Regions from separate parts of the Pan troglodytes genome. Here region 1 is linked to region 2. A link is a contact called in public HiChIP or PLAC-seq data. All regions are on one chromosome and are shown on one strand. The core of a region is the stretch at or near the end of the contact, and the rest is flanking DNA. Distances in the headings are between cores, read along the strand shown. Region 1 holds the start of ARMC12 (armadillo repeat containing 12). Region 2 holds the start of RPL10A (ribosomal protein L10a).

The links. HiChIP or PLAC-seq counts read pairs in DNA pulled down with a chosen protein or histone mark.
Region 1: a contact with region 2 is called in an H3K4me3 HiChIP or PLAC-seq map of stem cell-derived excitatory neurons, with 14 times the contacts expected there. The contact joins the promoter of ARMC12 here to the promoter of RPL10A in region 2. A contact is called at or near these places in 1 of 7 Hi-C or Micro-C datasets (stem cell-derived neural progenitor cells) and 1 of 1 datasets of contacts at active chromatin or transcription factors (stem cell-derived excitatory neurons).

Annotation. Positions count from the first base shown.
Region 1 is chr5:41,610,312-41,616,575 of NHGRI_mPanTro3-v2.0_pri, forward strand. It overlaps ARMC12 (armadillo repeat containing 12), which reads left to right and starts at 1,454. Exons shown (of 7, transcript XM_016955338.4): 1 at 1,454-1,736; 2 at 1,739-1,798; 3 at 2,473-2,618; 4 at 2,830-2,964. The coding sequence starts at 1,556. LOC134810295 (a long non-coding RNA gene) reads right to left here and starts at 1,419. Exons shown (of 4, transcript XR_010157986.1): 1 at 1,288-1,419; 2 at 224-325.
Region 2 is chr5:41,336,688-41,343,190 of NHGRI_mPanTro3-v2.0_pri, forward strand. RPL10A (ribosomal protein L10a) reads left to right here and starts at 3,722. Exons shown (of 6, transcript XM_009451114.4): 1 at 3,722-3,829; 2 at 4,214-4,288; 3 at 4,362-4,442; 4 at 4,796-4,944; 5 at 5,589-5,761; 6 at 5,990-6,190. The coding sequence starts at 3,825. The coding sequence ends at 6,160. It overlaps FANCE (FA complementation group E), which reads left to right. Exons shown (of 9, transcript XM_016955324.4): 9 at 1,641-2,499.

The DNA of each region.
Region 1 (6,264 bases), core at 204-2,703, 270 kb after region 2:
CCTTCCATCCTGGGTGCAGCCCAGGACCCAGAGCCTTCTGTCCCAGTTCTCCCAAAAAGGGATCAGGGCCAGGTAGGTGAACACCTGTTCTGGTGCAGCATGCTCAGCACTGGCTGTGGGCGTGGCCCTAGTTTGGAGCTGGCCACTTGCCTGTTCTGCAACAGAGTGGGGACAGAAGCTGTGGGGAGACCCTGGTGGGGAAGAGGGAAGGGTCTGGTCTCACCTGCCCCATCCTAGTGGTTGGGATCAAGACCTCCACAGGTGGGCTCACATCCTCTGGGGTGGTGGCATCTTCTGACTCCAGAGCCTCATATCCCTGGGGAGGCTGAGAGGTGATACTTCCAAATTTAGCTGAAAGGCACAGACTTACCCACATTTTAATCCTGGAGTTTTAGAATGGTAAATCCGAATCCCTTTAGGTTACAAATGCAGAAACAGACTAAGGCAAAGGCGATCCCTTTCTCCTCCAAGGTCACTCTGGTTAGAAGGGTCTGGAGCCCCAGTTACTACATGCTGTCATTGTTCTGCCGCCAAGTCCTTAAAGAATGGCAGAACATGACTTAAACCACCTGCTAAGTACAAGATTCTATGCTGGAGATGCAAAGGTAGCTGTCCTCAAGAGCTTTTTGTCAAACAGGTAAACTTCAGGGCAACATGCAGATGCTGGAAAAGGGTGGATTTGCCTCAAGAGTCTGTGCATGCTTTCTAAGATACTCCCCTCCTTTTCATCCTCTGATGCGGGGAGGGAACCCTACCTGAAGAAACACCCCAAGGCCCAGGGGTAGATCTAGGGTGGAGAGATCACAGATGGGAGGGCCCGGAAAGAAAAGCAACAGGGTTGTCAATGGGCATACCCCAAACACCTCTCCCAGAAATGCCCTAAGGTCCCAGCCCGGAAATGGACCTCTGCTGCCCTCTAATGGTGGAAAGGCAGCCTCTGGAGCTACCTGCTGGGGTCCCCCCTTAAAGAAGAGGGGATGTGAAGGACACTTCTGCCCTCTCCCCATTTATTCCCCTTCTGTCTTATGCTTCATCTCCTGTGGTCTCTAAAGCAGAACCTTCTCTTTTTTTTTTTGAAATGGAGTCTTGCTCTGTCGCTTAGGTTGGAGTACAGTGGCGTGTCAGCTCACTGCAACCTCAACCTCCCAGGCTCAAGCGATTCTCCTGCCTCAGTCCCCTGAGTAGCTGGGATTACATGTGTGCGCCACAATGCCTGGCTAATTTTTTTGTATTTTTAGTAGAGACAAGGTTTCACCATATTGGCCAGGCTGGTCTCGAACTCCTGACCTCAAGTGATCTGCCTGCCTTGGCCTCCCAAAGTGCTGGGATTACAAGTGTGGGCCATGGTGCCTGGCCCCATCTGTTCTCAAGCACTCCTGGCTGCCCCATTTCCTGACCACTGCCCTCCATCCCATTATCTCCCCAGTTTCCTTTGTTGCCTAGGTTCCAATTCTGGTACCCTGGTTCCTGACCCTGCCAGAGTTCTGGTTCCGGAAGGCCCCCCACAGGTGCCTTGGGCCTAGCTCTCACCTGGGCCCAGGGCAACACTGAAGACATGGGCAAGAGCATCCCCCAATACCTGGGGCAACTGGACATCCGCAAAAGTGTAGTCAGCCTGGCCACAGGTGCCGGGGCGATCTACCTGCTCTACAAGGCCATCAAGGCCGGCATAAAATGCAAACCACCCCTCTGTAGCAACTCACCCATCTGCATTGCCCGTGAGTGTCCGGGCCCTGGGAGAGGGCTCTGCCCCAGGAGGCACCTCCTCCCGAGGCCTCTGCTGTGGGAGGGCCCAAAGGTGATGCCTCCAAGTTCCTCTTTCCTTTGTCTTTCTCTTGTCCATCTTCCTCAAGCCCACCCTGCAGCATCCTAGGCAAGGCCCTGCCAGAGATGCTAGCTCAGGGTCCCTGGATCTCACTCAAGTGGATCCTCAGACTCATCTGGCAGGTCTCCAAATACTACATTTCCTCTGGCTCCCAGGATTCCACTTCTTGGAAACTTGGTGTCGGCAGCTCCCCCCATCCCTTTTCTGCCCCAGGAACGTGAGGCTTTAAGGAAAGGGAAAATTGGAGGACTTACTATATGCCCAGAGCTTCCACTAGTCCACATGTTCTTTTGTGCAGAGTAGGAAAATGAGCCCCTTCTGCAAGACTCTTTATTGCCATCTGCTGGAATATCATTGCCACATACTGGTTATGATGAAATACTACTTGTTACCGCCATATGCCAGACAGTTGTTAGAGTAAATGGACAAATCTATGATGGTATGTTATGGACAATACAACATTAGATAGGGTGCCCTTGTGCAGTAAACATTCGTTCAACTGTACATGGTGGTCCTGCATATGGTGAGAAGGCTTCTCCGAAAAGGCAAGGCAGCCTTGTCCCCAAGTCCCTGTCCCCTACTTCCCAACCCCATTCTTTCATCACTTCTGAGTCCACAGCCTGAACTGGGCTGCGGTGGCTGTCTAGGCCTGGCAGTCGAGCGAGAGCGGCACGGGCGGGACTCAGGTGAGCTCCGGAGGCTCCTCAACTCTTTGGAGTGCAAACAGGATGAGTACGCCAAGAGCATGATCCTGCACAGTATCACTCGCTGTGTGTACTTGCTGGAGGCTGAGGTGAGGGAAGGGAAGCAGGAGGTCCCCCCTAGCCGGCCTGGCCCCTGGGGGTTACGGCCGATCCCTGCCCCTGGAATGGCCAGACTATATCCTGGGACCTCTCTCTGGCTGATAGCGGGAGGGGTGTGCGGAGGGATCTTGGTGACATGGGGGGCAGTGGGCCCAGAACACCCGCTTCTCCTGCCTCTTCCATCTCTCCCCAATACTCCAGGCCTCTGCTTGTACTACGGATGACATCGTGTTGCTGGGCTACATGCTGGATGACAAGGACAACAGTGTCAAAACCCAAGCTCTGAATACACTTAAAGCTTTCTCTGGCATCAGAAAATTCAGGCTCAAAATCCAGGTGAGCCCAGGGATGCGTGGTGGGGCATGCAGGATGTCTATAGTCCTTAAGTCCTTTAATTACCATAGGATAAATGGTCATGTTCCAGAAGTTTGTTTGGGTGTGAATTTGTGACCCAGAAATAAGTGGGAAAACGGTGGTCAGATTCCCAGCAGGGTCATGAAGGCCTTTGAATTTCAGGATGAAACTCAATTGAGGCACTAGTGGTATCTCTCAACCCCAAATAGAAGGACCCCCACTACCCCACAAGCTCCCTACCACTGCCACGTTTTTTCTGACACCAATTCCCAACACTGGCTGGGTGTTCAACAATTCAATTCAGTTCAGACACTATCCATAGTTAGGGCAGACTTCACAGGTTAAGGGCTGAGTCCCCCAAGACTTCCCCCCAACTTCAGGTACCAATCATAGGTCTGACTTCTGATTGGCCCGCTATGAATTCGGGGGTTCCCACAACTCCCTTTTTAGATTTAGTAATTTGCTAGAATGGCTCCCAGAACTCAGGAAAGGACTTTACTTACTATTACTGGTTTTTTTATAAAGGACACAACTCAGGAACAGCTAAATGGAGGAGACACATAGGGCAGGGTGTCAGGGCGCGGAGCTTCCAGGCCTGTTCCTGGACCAAACTGAGGGTTGGGCTGCTATTGCTCGTGGCCCAATAACGAGATGCAGATGAACTGGGGAGGAAGAGAGTTTTTATTTCTGTAACCGGTTACAGGGAGAAGGCCTGGAAATTATCGCTGGACCAACTCAAAATTACAAAGTTTTTCAGAACTTATATACCTTCTAAGCTATATGTCTATGTGTAAATGTGCATTCATCTAAAGACGTAAGTGATTAACTTCTTTTAATTTATAACTAAGGTCTGAGTCCCGAAGACCTTCCACTGGAGCCTCAGTAAATTTACTTAATCTAAATGGGTCCAGGTGCTGGGGTGATTACCCTTATTTTGTCTCCTGCTAAATCAAGGAGTTTTGAGGAATTCCTTCAGATCCCCAATAAACTTGTTTGTGGAGACCTGTGGCGTTTCTTCAGACCCACGGTAAAACTTGTTTAATCCTAAACGGGTCCCATTAAGAATTCCTTCGTAATTTTGTCATGCTTTAAGGCCCAGGAAAGGCCTAGGCAAAACTCCTGGTGGGCTTTTGTTACATTCCAGCCTTTGTATAAGGGCACTGGCTTTTAACATTTAACTTAACCACGCAGTCAGTACTGAAACAGTTGTTATGGAGGCCTGCCACAAGCCCACTTCAGGAGTGCCCTGCTGTTCCCAGCACCTCCACACGTTCAGCAACCAGGAAGCTCTTTGAACCCCATTGGTCAGAGGTTTTTATTATGTAGTCTTGATGAATTAAATCATGTCCAGCTGCTCACCCCTCCCCAGAAGTTGGGAGCGAAGCTGAAAATCCCAACCTTCTAATCATGCTTTGGTCTTTCTGGTAACCAGAAGCTATCCAAGGGCCCTGCCTGGAGTCACTTCATTAGCATAAGCTCTGTTGTGACCAAAAAGGGTTGGTTTGCAGTAACAAAGGACACTGCTGTCACTCAGGAAATTCCAAAGGTTTCAGGAGCTCTGTTCCTGGAACTAGGGACAAAGATCAGATGTATTTTTTATACTCTATCCCCTGGGCCTGTGTTAATCAGAAGTTGGTGTCATGGCCACGGATAACTTCTCCATTACTCCATAGACAAAATGTAAAACACCACATGTCACTTCCCCCTTTCCCTGCTATCATACCCCCAAACTTACAGTATCCACACCCATCCTCCCTGCTTTCCTGCTGCTGCCATGAAAAAATGGCTTTCTCCTGGTCTGTGGCCAGTGATAGTCTCAATCCTGCCTCCCACCCCTTCCTTAAGGGCCTCTCTGATTGCTTACGCTCCGCTCCCTGTCAGCATGCAGTAGGCTCCAACCCCTCCCATCTTACAAAGCAAAACCAAAAAAGCCTCTCCCTTGACCTCCACATCTCTCCCTGGCAAATAGTCTATCTCTCCCAAATTAAAAACAAATAAAATATGTAAAACTTGCAAATATTGTATATGTGTAAGTTAGAAGGAATAACAATAAAACAGAACATGCCCAGGCCAAGAAATAGAGCACAGCCCCCTCCCACATCTTGGCTTCCTCCCCCACCAGAGGCAGTCATTGCCCTGCATTTTGTTTAGCAGTTCCAAATTTTCTTTGTAGTTTTACCATATATGTATGTATCCTTGCATATTCTAGCAGGGCATAGCAGATAATAAAGAGGTAAAATATAGTCTGGTATGTTTTTAAGCTTCATGTACATGGAAGTAGATGGTTTCTATTCTGTGGTTGGCCTTTTCTCCCTGCTACGTTGAGAGATTCATCCTTATTGGGCAGCTCTGCTTCCTTCTGGTTTTTTTTTTTTTTTTTTTTTGAGACAGGGTCTCGTTCTGTCGCCCAGGCTGGAGTGCAGTGGCATGATCTTGGCTCACTGCAGCCTTGACTTCTCAGGCTCAAGCAGTCCTCCCACCTCAGCCCCCCTAATAGCTGGGAGTACGGGTGTGCTCAGTGAGTACGGGAGTACTATGTTTCTCAGGCTGGCCTTGAACTCCTGGGCTCAAGCGATTCTCCCCCCTGGGTCTCTTTCACCGCTCTGTGGTGGTCTCTTTCGTGAATACCCTGCCACTTGCCCGTTGTTAGGCATTTGCATTGTTTCCAGGTGCTTGTCACACTCACATTGTGCTGTGAACATTCCTGTGTTCATCTCCCTTGTGTGCCTGAGAGAGGATTCTAGGGTGTGTATGCAGGAGTGGAATGGTTTGGTCAAAGGATATGCCCAACTTTTCCAGGAGGGAGGTATCCATTTTCACCCCACCAGCCCTGCACGAGTGTTCTATTGTGTCATAACCTAACGTTTGATAATTTCACATTTTAATTTTTTTTTTTTTGAGACAGAGTCTTGCTCTGTTGCCCAGGCTGGAGTGCAGTGGCACAATCTCGGCTCACTACAACCTCTGCCTCCCAGGTTCAAGCAATTCTTGTGCCTCAGCTTCCAGAGTAGCTGGAATCACAGGCGTGCGCGCATCACCACGCCTGGCTAATTTTTTTGTATTTTAGTAAAGACAGGGTTTCACCATGTTGGCCAGGCTGGTCTCAAACTCCTGGCCTCAAGTGATCTGCCTGCCTCGGCCTCCCAAACTGCTGGGATTACAGACATGAGCCACCATGCGTGGTCCACATTTTAATTTTTGGCATCAAACTTTTTTGGGGAAAAAATTCTCTTTACATGTATCCTCAAAATATGCACAACTATGATATATCAATAAAAGCAA
Region 2 (6,503 bases), core at 2,472-4,971:
TTGGCCTCCCAAAGTGCTGGGATTACAGGCTTGAGCCACCACACCCAGCCTCAGGCGTGGCTCTAAGCCCTTTACATATATGAACTTGCTAGTTTATTCCATGTGTCAGCCCTGTGAGAGATATTCTTTTTTTTTTTTTTTTTTTTTGAGATGGAGTCTCGCTCTGTCGCCCAGGCTGGAGTGCAGTGGTGCGATCTCGGCTCACTGCAAGCTCCGCCTCCTGGGTTCACGCCATTCTCCTGCCTCAGCCTCCCGAGTAGCTGGGACTACAGGCGCCTGCCAGCACGCATGGCTAATTTTTTTTGTATTTTTAGTAGAGACGGGGTTTCACTGTGTTAGCCAGGATGGTCTCGATCTCCTGACCTTGTGATCCACCCTCCTCAGCCTCCCAAAGTGCTGGGATTACAGGTGTGAGCCACCGCGCCTGGCCTGAGAGATATTCTTATTATTCCGTTTCATAGATCAGAAAATTGAGACTCACACAGGTTAAAGTAACTTGCCCAAGGTCACACTGCCAGGACTAGTAGCATTTTTTCTGTACGTCATGGTGAGGAGCTCTATATATGTATGTATGTATGTATGTTTTGAGAGACAGAGTCTTGGTCTGTTGCCCAGGCTGGAGTGCAGTGGCGCGATCTTGGCTCACTGCAACCTCCGCCTCCTGGGTTCAAGTGATTCCCCTGCCTCAGCTTCCCAAGTAGCTGGGAATACGGGTGTGCGCCACCACGCCCAGCTAGTTTTTGTATTTTTTAGTAGAGATGGGGTTTCACAATATGTTGGCCAGGCTGGTCTCCAATGCCTGACCTCACATGATCCACCTGCCTCGGCCTCCCAAAGTGCTGGGATTACAGGCATGAACCATGGTGCCCAGCCAGGAGCTTTATTTTTAACTTTATCTTGAAAGTCAGGTATTCTGGGCTATTGCCTTTGTACCCTTATGTCGGGGGTGTTACAGGCCCATTTGATGATTTGATGTAGACCCTCCCAGAAAGATGGAAGTATGAACATGCTTCTGTTGCACAGTTTCAGGGGAGCTCCTGAATCCTCTGGAGATCCAGGCAGAAGGACCTCCAATGTGAGGCATCAGGAGTCATTCAAGGGCCTTCAACCTGGGAGTAACTTCATCAGATCTGTACTATTAAGAAGCATCTGGCTTCTGTGAGGAGTGGGATTGGAGGGTGAAGATACAGGGCCTGAGACCTGTCAGGAGGTTGTAGCAACAGGGCAGAAAGAGAAAGTGTGATCCAAAAGGAAGGTAGCTGTCACAGTAGAGTGTCTGTGAACCTCAGTTTTCTCCTCTGTAAAATGGGAGGGTCTTGAGGATTATATACAGCAATGCATATATATGATGTATATGTATGTTTGTGTATGGATTGATGCATATAAAGTGCTGCCACATAGTAAACACACAATGATTGTCAACTGTTACTAATGTGGCCAGCTTAGTAAATTGTGCAGCTAGTATTTGGCTCCAGGTCTACCTCGTTAACCATGGTGAAATAATGAGATTAGATTGCTCAGGAGTCTCCTCCTCTTTCCATCCTCCTGGCCTCCTCTCTCCTCAATAGAGCCCCTGGGGTAGTGGGGAGACGGGAAGGGTCAGTTGCTGGAGTCCTGACATGATTTTTCCTTCTCCCCAGATCACTGAGACCCAGAGGCTGGGCCTGGCTATGGCCCTAGAACCTAACACCACCTTCCTGAGGAAGTCCCTGAAGGCCGCCTTGAAACATTTGGGCCCCTGACCATCCACCAAGGGACCACCCTCTTGGTGCTCCATCACCAGCTTCCTGAAGGGCATTTCTTTCTTCACCACCTTGTCTTGAGCCCTAGCCTGAGGATAAAGGCTGAGCCTGGCCATCCCAGATTGCAACTGCCTCCCTGTTACAGGCTGCATAGGGCATATTGGCTTCCCAGCCAGCAGGGAGGCTCCTGGGCTAAGGGAGCTCAGCTATATTTTCTTTTTCATTTCTTTTGTTTTTGAGAGAAGGTATTGCTCTGTCATCCAGGCTGGAGTGCAGTGGTGTGATTGATCATGGCTCACTGTAACCTCTGCCTCCCAGGCTCGATCCTCCCATGTCAGCCTCCCAAGTAGCTGGGACTACATGCACATGACACTATGCCCAGCTAATTTTTTATTTTGTAGATAATATGCTGGTCAGGGCTGGTCTTGAACTCCTGAGCTCAAGTGATCTTCCTGCCTTGGCACCCAAAGTGTTGAGATTTACAGGTGTGAGTCACCACACCAGGCCAGAGCTATATTTCCAAAGGCTGCTGGCCCCAGGCACACTCCTCATCAATTCTCAGGCTGCAGGGACAAACTTTCCGATAGGGCTCAGTAGGATCAAGCCGACCCAGAGTGGACATGGGATGCTCCAGGAGGTCTGGGGTACCAGTGGGCTCAGATGAAGCTCCTGTGCTCATGTATATTATGACCTTCTGTGTTTTTGTTTCTGACTTGAATAATTTATCAATGGTGTTGAATAAAAGCATGTTCAATAATGTCTTTTTCTTTTTGAGTCGGAGTCTCGCACTGTCGCCCAGGCTGGAATGCAATGGCATGATCTCGGCTCACTGCAACCTCTGCCTCCCCAGTTCAAGCGATTCTCCTGCCTCAGCCTCTTGAGTAGCTGGGATTACAGGCGCATGCCATCATGACCCACTCATTTTTGTATTTTTAGTAGAGACGAGGCTGGTCTCAAACTCCTGACCTCAGGTGATCCGCCTGCCTCCCAAAGTGCTGGGATTACAGGCGTGAGCCACCACGCCTGGCCAATGTCTTATTAGAAGCAGTACCTTCCTTCCCATGAATTCTGGGTATTGAGCCCATCCGCACCCCCTCCACCTCCCTGCTCAATGACAAGGAACATCTTTTTCCTGGTGAGGGGAAGGGTGTAGGGTATCTTATTCACCCTCTGAGGGCCAAATAATGTGTAATACCACCCACCCCATCCTATAGGAGCTGCCCCCACCAGGCAGGGGGGTAGGTGAGAATGGGCATCTTAAAGGTGGGAGTGACTCAGTCTGGAGTTCGGGAAGGGTTTTGGGCAGATGAATCCGAGGAGAGATCTGAAGGGCTCTGGGGGTTACTGTGGCTAAGAGGATGAGACCCATTGGACAGAGGAAAGAGCAGAGAAGACACCTTATGGGTGTGCAGTGCTGTGTGCCTGTTTTACATCCTTGTATTCCTGTAGCACCTGGCTAGACGCCTTATTCATAGCAGTCACACTTAAAACGTAGATGTTATCAAATTAACTATCAAGTGAAAGTTCACTTAAGGACTTTCCCAGCTCTACCCCTCTGCAGGCGTTGAAAGGACAGGAACAGAACTTTTCCGGACACTTCCCTTACCACGAGTCCACGTTAGAGCAAGGTGCTGAGGGAGGGAGGTCGGGCCAGGCTTCCTTTTGAGAACATAAGCTGGTGCGGAGGGCGCGAGGGGAGAGGGGTTTGAGGGACAAGCGTGCCGGAATCCACGTTGTCAGTGAACATCACTGGGCTGTACCAGTACGTGTGACTACCGAAGCTCGAGCCCCGAACCCAGCCGCTTCCCTAGGGGTCCAGCAGCAGCGGGCGCGAATCGGCACATTACCGGGGGACCGCGGGGCGCTCAGGACTGCGACAACTCTGTGGGTTACCGCGCCGGCCTAGCGGCCCAGCGACGCCCCCCAGCGGCCAGAGAAGGCCGCGCTTCTCGGGGTTGGCCCACCCAACCGCTCTGCGGGTAGGACAGAGGAGCAAAGCATTATCGCGAGATCAGGGCCACTATTTGAGCGCATGCGCAAGACATGCTAGTCTCTTTTCCGGTTAGCGCGGCGTGAGAAGCCATGAGGTGAGTTGGTCCTGAAAGCCCTATCCGCGTTCATCCGCGCCTTCAGGTGCCCCGCCGAGGGTTCGGATCCTGTAGGCCGCGCTGCGGACCCTTGCGCCACCTTCGCCGCGGACCCTTGCGCCACCTTCGCCGCGGGGCATTTCTCAAGGCGGGTAGGCCTGCGGGTCGCCCTTTCTACCAGGTCCGATCACTGAGAGCCTCCCTCTTCCACCGGGGCTTGGGTCTGGGTCTGAGCTCCCGTCGCTCCACTTGGTGTCCGGAATCTACGGGGGAGTCCGCCGTGGGCCGCCCGCCCGTCTCGAAGCCTAGAGCCTCGGAGGCTTCCAGGCAGTCCGAGCGTGTGGACTCCGCGGCCCTGAGCGCCCTGTCGCTTCTCTCCCGCAGCAGCAAAGTCTCTCGCGACACCCTGTACGAGGCGGTGCGGGAAGTCCTGCACGGGAACCAGCGCAAGCGCCGCAAGTGAGTGCCGACCCTGGGGCACGGCGCGGGTGGCGAGGGCCGGCGGGTGCTTAACCCCCCTCCTCTCTCGAAGGTTCCTGGAGACGGTGGAGTTGCAGATCAGCTTGAAGAACTATGACCCCCAGAAGGACAAGCGCTTCTCGGGCACCGTCAGGTTGGCACCGTTCTGATCCCACCCAGCCCTCAGTGCCCCCGTGCTTGCCCCTCCTCTGCAGGCTCCCGCTGAGCCGGAGGCGGGCACGTCGGTACTGATGTGCTAGGGTAGTTCAGACCCCCTGCTCCGGGCAGGCGCGGCTGGACGGACCCCCACCCTGGGTCTTAAAACATGAGGGGAGGCGTGGGTAGGCCTCGGCCGAGCCCGCCGGCCAGCCTGAGAAGCCAGGCTGGCTGCTGGTGAATGTGAACGCTCCGGGTAAGGCTCGGTGGCTGCTGCGGTCCCAGACCCTTCACCGGCCCTTGGGACCCAGGGCTAGGCGTAACCTGTTGGTGCTGTCCCCCAAAACGCAGGCTTAAGTCCACTCCCCGCCCTAAGTTCTCTGTGTGTGTCCTGGGGGACCAGCAGCACTGTGACGAGGCTAAGGCCGTGGATATCCCCCACATGGACATCGAGGCGCTGAAAAAACTCAACAAGAATAAAAAACTGGTCAAGAAGCTGGGTGAGTCCGGCCGCTGTGGTTTTGCATGTGAGATGTGTGGTGGGGGCGGTAGAAAGGCTTTTCTGCCATTTTCGATTTTTAAATGATGAGGGGCCTAGAATAGCAAAGGATCGGCGGTGGTTGCCTAGCTTGCCTGAGTGCTGTTTTAGCTTTGGGGTGGTTTGATGTTTGTATTGCTATGAGGATTCCAGTTGATGAGGGAGGCCAGGCATTGTAAGTTGACCAGCCAGGTGCTGGTGAACTATGATTTGGAAATCTTTACGCTGCGTTGTTTAGGCAGTGGCATTAGACTGCTTTTACAGGTAGGAAGCAGACATTCCCAGTTGTCACGTGTCCAGGGTCCACAGCTAAGAAATAGGCAGAATTCGAGCCCAGGCAGTCTTGACCAGAGCATCCGTTGTACAGCGGTTATGCCATGGATCATGGGTCAGCCTGGTTTTCTCAGAGCATGTTTTGGGACCAGTGAAGGTCCAGAGGACTTTCTGGAAACCGTTTGGGCTAGGGAAAAGACTGAGGCAGGGTAGAGAGGGTGCTGCTTGGAGGTCACTTACATGATTGATTCAAGCGTTTCTGGCCTGCCACATTTGAGGTGTGCCTTGGTGACCAGGTCCTAAGCAATGCCAATGGCTTCCTCTCTCTATCAGCCAAGAAGTATGATGCGTTTTTGGCCTCAGAGTCTTTGATCAAGCAGATTCCACGAATCCTCGGCCCAGGTTTAAATAAGGCAGGAAAGTTCCCTTCCCTGCTCACACACAACGAAAACATGGTGGCCAAAGTGGATGAGGTGAAGTCCACAATCAAGTTCCAAATGAAGAAGGTGAGTGGGTCTGGCGGGTTGCTATGGGTGAAGGTGTTGGCAGGATCTAAATCTTATCCAAGTCTCTAAATATGCCAGTAAGAGCACCCACCAGGATTGAAACTTTTGGAGTAACCCTGGTCTTGGCCCGGGTCCAAGTACCTGCTCACCAGGCCACTGGGGGAGGAAGGACAGGCCATCTGCTATTCGTCCACCAACCTGACTTGATCCTCTCTTCCCTCCTCCCAGGTGTTATGTCTGGCTGTAGCTGTTGGTCACGTGAAGATGACAGACGATGAGCTTGTGTATAACATTCACCTGGCTGTCAACTTCTTGGTGTCATTGCTCAAGAAAAACTGGCAGAATGTCCGGGCCTTATATATCAAGAGCACCATGGGCAAGCCCCAGCGCCTATATTAAGGCACATTTGAATAAATTCTATTACCAGTTCCCTCTGTCTGCCTGTGATTGAGGGTGGGGGGTGGTTTGTCAGCTGACAAGTGAGGGCCTTGGTACTGCTGATGGCTAGTTGTGTAGTTTGTCACTTTGATGATGGATAGTTGGGTACTATAGGGAAGAGGATGTTTTTCTGCCATCAAAATTAGGCAGTCTTGCATATGTGATAGGGTTCCTAACGGCATTGAAGCTTTTTGACAGGATTGGTCCATGTAAATTTAAAATAAGGATTTTAGTCAGCATTTCTGTGTTAAGAAGACCAAATGTGGAGTATCCTATGCTTTGGGTTAGTAGTGAGTAAATGTTA